2 separate regions of the Danio rerio genome follow, and region 1 is linked to region 2. The links are chromatin contacts, called in public HiChIP or PLAC-seq maps. All regions are on one chromosome and are shown on one strand. The core of a region is the stretch at or near the end of the contact, and the rest is flanking DNA. Distances in the headings are between cores, read along the strand shown. Region 1 holds the start of acvr1l (activin A receptor, type 1 like). Region 2 holds the start of uggt1 (UDP-glucose glycoprotein glucosyltransferase 1).

What was found. HiChIP or PLAC-seq counts read pairs in DNA pulled down with a chosen protein or histone mark.
Region 1: a contact with region 2 is called in an H3K4me3 HiChIP or PLAC-seq map of embryo, with 8 times the contacts expected there. The contact joins the promoter of acvr1l here to the promoter of uggt1 in region 2.

The regions. Positions count from the first base shown.
Region 1 is chr2:44,574,494-44,577,946 of GRCz12tu, forward strand. acvr1l (activin A receptor, type 1 like) reads left to right here and starts at 1,364. Exons shown (of 11, transcript NM_131345.1): 1 at 1,364-1,459.
Region 2 is chr2:43,929,421-43,932,847 of GRCz12tu, forward strand. uggt1 (UDP-glucose glycoprotein glucosyltransferase 1) reads right to left here and starts at 1,461. Exons shown (of 40, transcript NM_001077534.1): 1 at 1,437-1,461; 2 at 485-623; 3 at 260-339. The coding sequence starts at 609.

The DNA.
Region 1 (3,453 bases), core at 114-2,613, 640 kb after region 2:
CACTGTATGAAAGGTCATTTTCAAAAACAATCTTTAACATTAATTATGAAATATGGATATTTATATGAACATATATGGGAGCTAATGATAGGTGGGTTCAACTTGAGGATGCAAGTGTTGGGTAGATTACTTAGAAATTGCATAATGTAATCTAGATTACACATTTAAAGTAATGCAATCTGACTACATTTGTATTCCTTATCACATCAATTTTATTATTGTGTGCCAAACTGATTTAAAACTAACAAAGAAACAGCCCATTAGCCTGAGCTTTCGTGTCTGCATTCCTGTTTTATTACAACAAAGGCATGAAAAAAGACTAAATATATTCACAAAACAATAAACAAACAGCCAGATAAATAATAACCATGCAGTGGGTGAGTGTTTTAGAGTTATGGGCAGGTATGCACTGATAAATGTGTCGGCTACTGGCAGTTCAGTCTGCATGAGGTTAGGTGGTCACAACTGCACAAATGATAAATGATGACAGTGGCCATTTCGGGTATGCTTTGGCTTCAATTTCTACACAGCAATAAAATTGAGATCTTTTTTATTGCCAAACCTTTTGAAAATGAACCATGGTTTAATTGTAATGAAAGTTCATCAACCTTTTTTGTGTGCATTTGATCATAACTTGTATAACCACTTTATATAATCACATTCTAAAAATACCATTATAAAATGATGGTTAGTTATTTTTTATTGTAGTAAAACCATGGATAACAAATTATGGATTATGGATAACAAAATTTCGTTGCATAATTCAATTATTAATTTGTGATATTATTTGAAATTATATTTACCATCACAATCCTTTAAAAACTCTTTTAGAAAAAAACTAATTTTCTGTAAATATATAAATGTAATATGTAAATATTGTAATTAAAGTCTAGACCTAAGATGCAGTAGCTCACAGTCAAATCAATGGGGCTCCATAACTGCATTTTTTCAAATAATTTGTCACTCTGAACACTAAATATGATACTAGTGTATCGTGCAGTATCTTGTAATGTTAAATTCTAACATATTTCTAAAAGTAAACTCATTTGTGTATAATTAGTCTAAATTTACTAATTATCTTTCACTCTAATCACAAAGTGACTGTGGCAGCTAAGGTTAGCTATGGCTAGTGAGTCTAAGTAGCAGATTTTGCCTACAAAAAGTGCTTGTATACAGATATTTTCGTGCTTCTTGGAACTGAAGCCAAAGGTATTTGTTTATGTAGGTTGACTAAAAACGAAATGTTCCGTAAAATAATCCAGCAGGTACTCACTTTCGGCGGACCGTGGTATCCCACAATGCTCTCGCGCGTCACTTGTTTATGGTGACGTCACGGCGCAGTCTTTTCAGTCTCTCTGGGTGGCGGCAGACAGTCTGTCAGCGCTGAAAACACGACTTCGAATAAAAGAGTGATATTGCGGAAATTGAACACAAACATGAATCTGCATTGCAGCTAAAGGTAAACGCGATCTCCGTTTTGACTTTGATTGCTGGAAGTGTATGCGGCGAGTAAAGTATGGTCGTTGTTAGCACTGTTAGCACAGCTGCTGCAAACAGGCCGATTATTATATAGTTATATTGCAAACATTACGCTGGTATTTCCACTGCGTCGATTTTTGCGTGTTATTTTGTGTTTCTGATGTTGTTTTGTGATGTTTGCGCATGGATCGAGCTTTCTAAGAGATCTGCTATGTAACTAGTGGCTTGTGTTTGTTGAAGCTGATCATCTGTAGTGTTATTGTCGTCCACCTACTTGAATACAAGAGCCCCGTGTTAATAATCTGCAACTTTAAAATGTTTACACTTACAATTCATCAATGTAATTTCATTACATCTCAGTTATCTTGATTGTTTTGTTGACTGTGTGACTCATTTAGATCGTGACGATAAGAGCTTTCTTTTATCTGTGCCCAGTCTCCTACAGTCACACAAATACTGGAAATTAATGTCGGCGGATTTTAGAAATTATGATTGGCAGTTCACAAAAGCGTTTTTTTCTGTTATTTAAATTATTAATTAAATCCTTTTTAATTACCATTTATATTGTCATTGGTATGCAGTTCAAAGCTATTTTACTGGCTAAATCACATCTTGTATATATATCTTACGATTGAGTTAAAGTTGGTTTTATATTCGCACAGTCAAACTTTCTCTTTAATAATATCATTTCAGAAAAAGTATTATTTACAAATTCTAAACAGGGAAATCATATTAGCAGCCAATGGCTATCAAAGTACATTATTGTTGAAGTCATACATAATTGCGATTTCAGACTAAATATTTAAAGTAACGTTACCATGGTACAAAAAATAAAGGGAGCATATCAGAAATTGTCGCTAAACGAATGTACGAATATAAAACTAACTATACTTCATTCACTATGATTGGCAGTTCTGGAATAGTCACAAAAGCGTTTTTCTGTTAATAAAGTTATTAAATGAACCCTATTTAATTACGCTTTATATTATTATTGGTAAGCAGTTCAACGCTAACCTTATTTCATTGGCTAAAGCGTATCTTGTACATGTATTTTACGATTGAGGTAAAGTGGTAATATATTTGCACATTCAGACTTTCTTCTTAATAACATTTCAGAAAAGTATTATTTACAAATTAAAAACAAGGAAATTATATTAGCAGTAAATGACTATCAAAGTACAATATTGTTGAAGTCAATTAAATAGTGCTAATGTTGTTTTGAAGTCATACTTAAATGTGATTTCAGACCCAATATTTAAAGTACCATGGTACAAAAAATAAAGATGTCAGAAGTTGTCTCTGAAAGAATCTACGAATATAAAACCAACTTTACCTCAATAAACTTGCGATATGTAATGTGTCTAATACTTCTGAAAAATGTTTAGTTTCTAATAAGTTTCATTCTTTCATTCATTTCCTTTTTCGGCTTAGTCCCTTTATTAATCCGGGGTCGCCATAGCAGAATGAACCGCCAACTTATCTAGCATATGTTTTATGCAGCGGATGCCCTTCCAGCTGCAAGCCTTCACTGGGAAACATCCATACACTCTCATTTACACACATTCACTATGGGCAATTTAACTTACCCAATTCACCTGTACCGCTTGTCTTTGGACTGCGGGTGAAGCCTACATGAACAGAAAAAGTACATGCAAACTCCACACAGAAATGCCAGCTGACCCAGCCGAGGCTCGAACCAGCGACCTTCTTGCTGTGAGGAGATTTTGCTATCCACTGCGCTATCGTGAAGCCCTTTTTTATTTGATAATTATTATTATGCAGTGCATTTATTGCATTTTTGAGTTTTTTTTAATGCTTTTTGTAAGAACATTTCTGTGGGGCCCCTGGAGATTGAAAACCACTGCTGATTGTAATTGCACCCAGACTATGTTTATCAAATTCTTATTTCTCAAATTCTAATGTATTGTTATTTATTAATGTTGATACTATTTATTTATTATGGGATGTAAGTGG
Region 2 (3,427 bases), core at 211-2,710:
ATCCATATAATTCCACCAAGCAAAAACGCTGCAAATCTTAACCATAAAATAAATGAGTAAAATAAATAAAGTTAAATTAAGATTGTTGCAAATGATCTGCAATAAATAAATGCAGCCCATATAATATTAACTTACTACACAGAAAATTATGCAATTAAACACACAACATTTTACACATTAGAGTAATAACAGCATAACAAATATCATACTGACAGGCATCAGCATGTCTAAAATATGAAATGAAAAGATCAAATATTACCATCATGATCATTCTCAATGTTCTGGTTGGCTTCCACAAAGGCCCAGAACTTGTCCTGACTCTCCTCGGCAAGGAACTCGCTGTAAAGTACAAATCATCTTATACTGTTTGCAAACTGTAGCCTGTCCTGAATGTCTTACGCAGGGAACAAACTGTAGAATATTATGGCATCATATAATGTGGAGGTAAACATTGTTTGGTCATGCAACGTGCATTGAAGCTAACCTGGCTTCCAACAGGAGAGGTGTCGAGGGCCATTTAGTAGTCAGTGTCGTTGTAACTGCTTTTGAGTCCCCATTGACAGAGTCGACAGAGCCCAGAGCCAGCAGTGCAGCACAAAACAGCCACATCTTTCCACAAAATCCTGAGAAAGTGAGACAGTTTAGTCGCGTTTTTGCTAGAGGAGAAATGTAACTACAATAACGCCATAGACGCTGAAGAAGGTAAACGCTTCAAATATGGAAAAGAAAGTGAAAGAAACTTTGAAAGAGTCCTATTTTCACTTTACTGAATTAAATACGTCACTATAAAACATAAAGACGTAAAAATACAAACGTAGGGCATGTAAATAACGCAGTAATTGAGCATATCATTCATACGTTTCTGCTTGTTTGTATTTCACTTCGTTTGACAGATTGGAGAGGACAGCGCGAGTTGACTCTGAGCCAATCAGAGCGCTCAGCGTGGACATCGAGATTAGCTTCATCCAATCAGAGATCTTATCGAACGCAAGTTCCGGGTTCTCTTTAACTTCCTGCATTATAACTAATTCTCTCAAAGCATGGTTTTTACTAGGATGAATGAAATTTTAATTACCTGAAGCTGGCGCTTAAAATGCAGTAAAGCAACTGATTTCGTATTATCTACTCTACTTAATCATAACGAACGACTGCTAAACGTTTTACACATTAAAGGGTGTTTCAATACTATAGCGTGTCTTTGTCAAATACAGAACATCCATAAAATACTTCTTAAATAGAAAGAAGAGTTTAAATGAGCTCACTTTTCTTAGTAGCGAATTAGCAGTATAGGACTTATAACTGTGCAATCATGACTGATGCATGCATTTTTCTTCAACCCAGATGCAAAATGCTCGAAGTGATGTATTCACACACACTATTGTTGCAACAAATGCAACGCGGCAGAATTATGAGGAGGTAAAAGCGAGGAATCATACCAACACCGGCTTCGGAATCTGCTTCGTGAGTTGCCATGTTTGGACGGTATAAGTGGCCCATGCTATGGTTCATGTGTGGGTCCTCTTCTCCGTGCCTTTTTAGAAATACAATATTAAGCATGCGAGAAATCATCTTTAATATTATATATTCAAAAAAAAATACAAGTACGCAATATTTTGCAACATATTAAAATATATGTCAGGAATTTAGCTAAGGGGGGAAAACACACGTGTTACTTAAGTGCTTTTTGTCGCAGGCGATTCATTAGACAGCTTATCCCTCACAGGCGCCATTTTGGCTCAACAAGACAGCGCGTGAGTTTCTAATATAACGTGAGAGAATGGAAACTGGATGTAACGATAATACGTTTAGCTCATGGTAAAAAAAATGCAGCATCTTTTCATTTGATTTCCATCCCGCAACTGTGTGTGATGACTTTTTGTGCGTCCTTTATATTTAAATAATTTATTAATTGCTTATGAAAGGGTAAATGCCCCCCATAATTTATATGGTATCTAGGCTAGTGTCAAACACAAACTCTTCTTTGTTAAACAAAAAAATATACATGTTGTAGAAAGCTTGAAACATAAGACTTCCGTTGTTTTACCTCATTGAACCAGATTTCAGCTTTCTAAAAAAAATTGCCTTTTGTGTTTAACAGAATAAAAAACTCAAAAAGGTTAGGAAAAACTTGAGGGTGAGGAAATAATGAATAAATTAATTTTGGGGTGAAATATTATTTTAAATCACTAAGCAGATCTGAAGTCAAACTGAATCAGAATTCACATTAGGTCGATTGTACAGTTTGATCAGAATCCTTCATGTTTAATGAATGTTTAGGGCTTTGCTAAAGAATTATAGCACAACAATATTTCTTGAAAACATTTTAAACAAATTCAGCCAAAAATAAAGTTAATAAGCTTGTTTCAGGAGTGTGGATGAAAAATAACTTCTTCACTGTCAGTGTCTCCACAAGGCTTTATGCTATCTTCAGTATGCTACTAGATATTTCCTACTCCCTCTTCTGAAGTCTTGATTAGGAGCTTAGCATTCAAATGCTTTGTTGTCATTTGCAGGTCATCAGTCAGGATATCCGCTCCTTCAGTAATATGGTGTGGCTCCTCCCACTGACTCGTACTGCTTGGGTAAAGTTGCTCAGAAACTGGTGTAATTCTAATAGAAAGAAACGCTGACACTGTTACCATGTTTTAATTGCTGTAGGCCTATAAATAAATTTGAGGTGACTTGACTGAAATGACAGACAAGTCTTCGCATTTATCACTGGACTGATCACTCGACAGTGACCTAATCACACCTGCAGCATCTCCACGATGAACATTCAGTGTTCTCCAGCCTCCAGCGCCTAGACTGCATCTCTGCACAGGAAGTTTGGCCAGAGGAGGAATGGTCAAGCTCACCTGAGCCTGGCTTCCCCCTAGGTTTTTTTCCTTCACTTTCGTCAATTGGTGAAGTCTGTTCCTTGCCACTGTCACCACTGGCTTGTTTGTTTTGGGACTGTGGAGCTGCACATCGATGGATTTGTTCTTCAGGAGTGAAAATTAAACCATTTAACTGAACTAAACTGAAATTCAACTCTGAAAACTGGACTGACACTGAACATTTACTGGAACTTCTATGTTAAGCTGCTTTGACACAATCTACATTGTAAAAGTACTATATAAATAAAGATGAATTGAATTGAAATGCTGAATTGCAGAGCTGCAAACCACATCCACATCATTATGATCTCACCACTGTCATTTGGGTTGTGTGTTTATTTTGTTAATGAGAGAAAGCATGCAGTGCATATTGCCATTCTCATCTGCATGCTCATCATCTGGAGAGTTGCTAGCATCTTCAAAAGAGCTTTTTATTTCAGGAAGCTCTGTTTTAAAATTGACACATCCTCTTTTATAAAGCAACACAAGCCTCTCACTGTGAATATTCGATTCTCAATCATCTTGTCAAAGGAAATAAACATACAATTTTA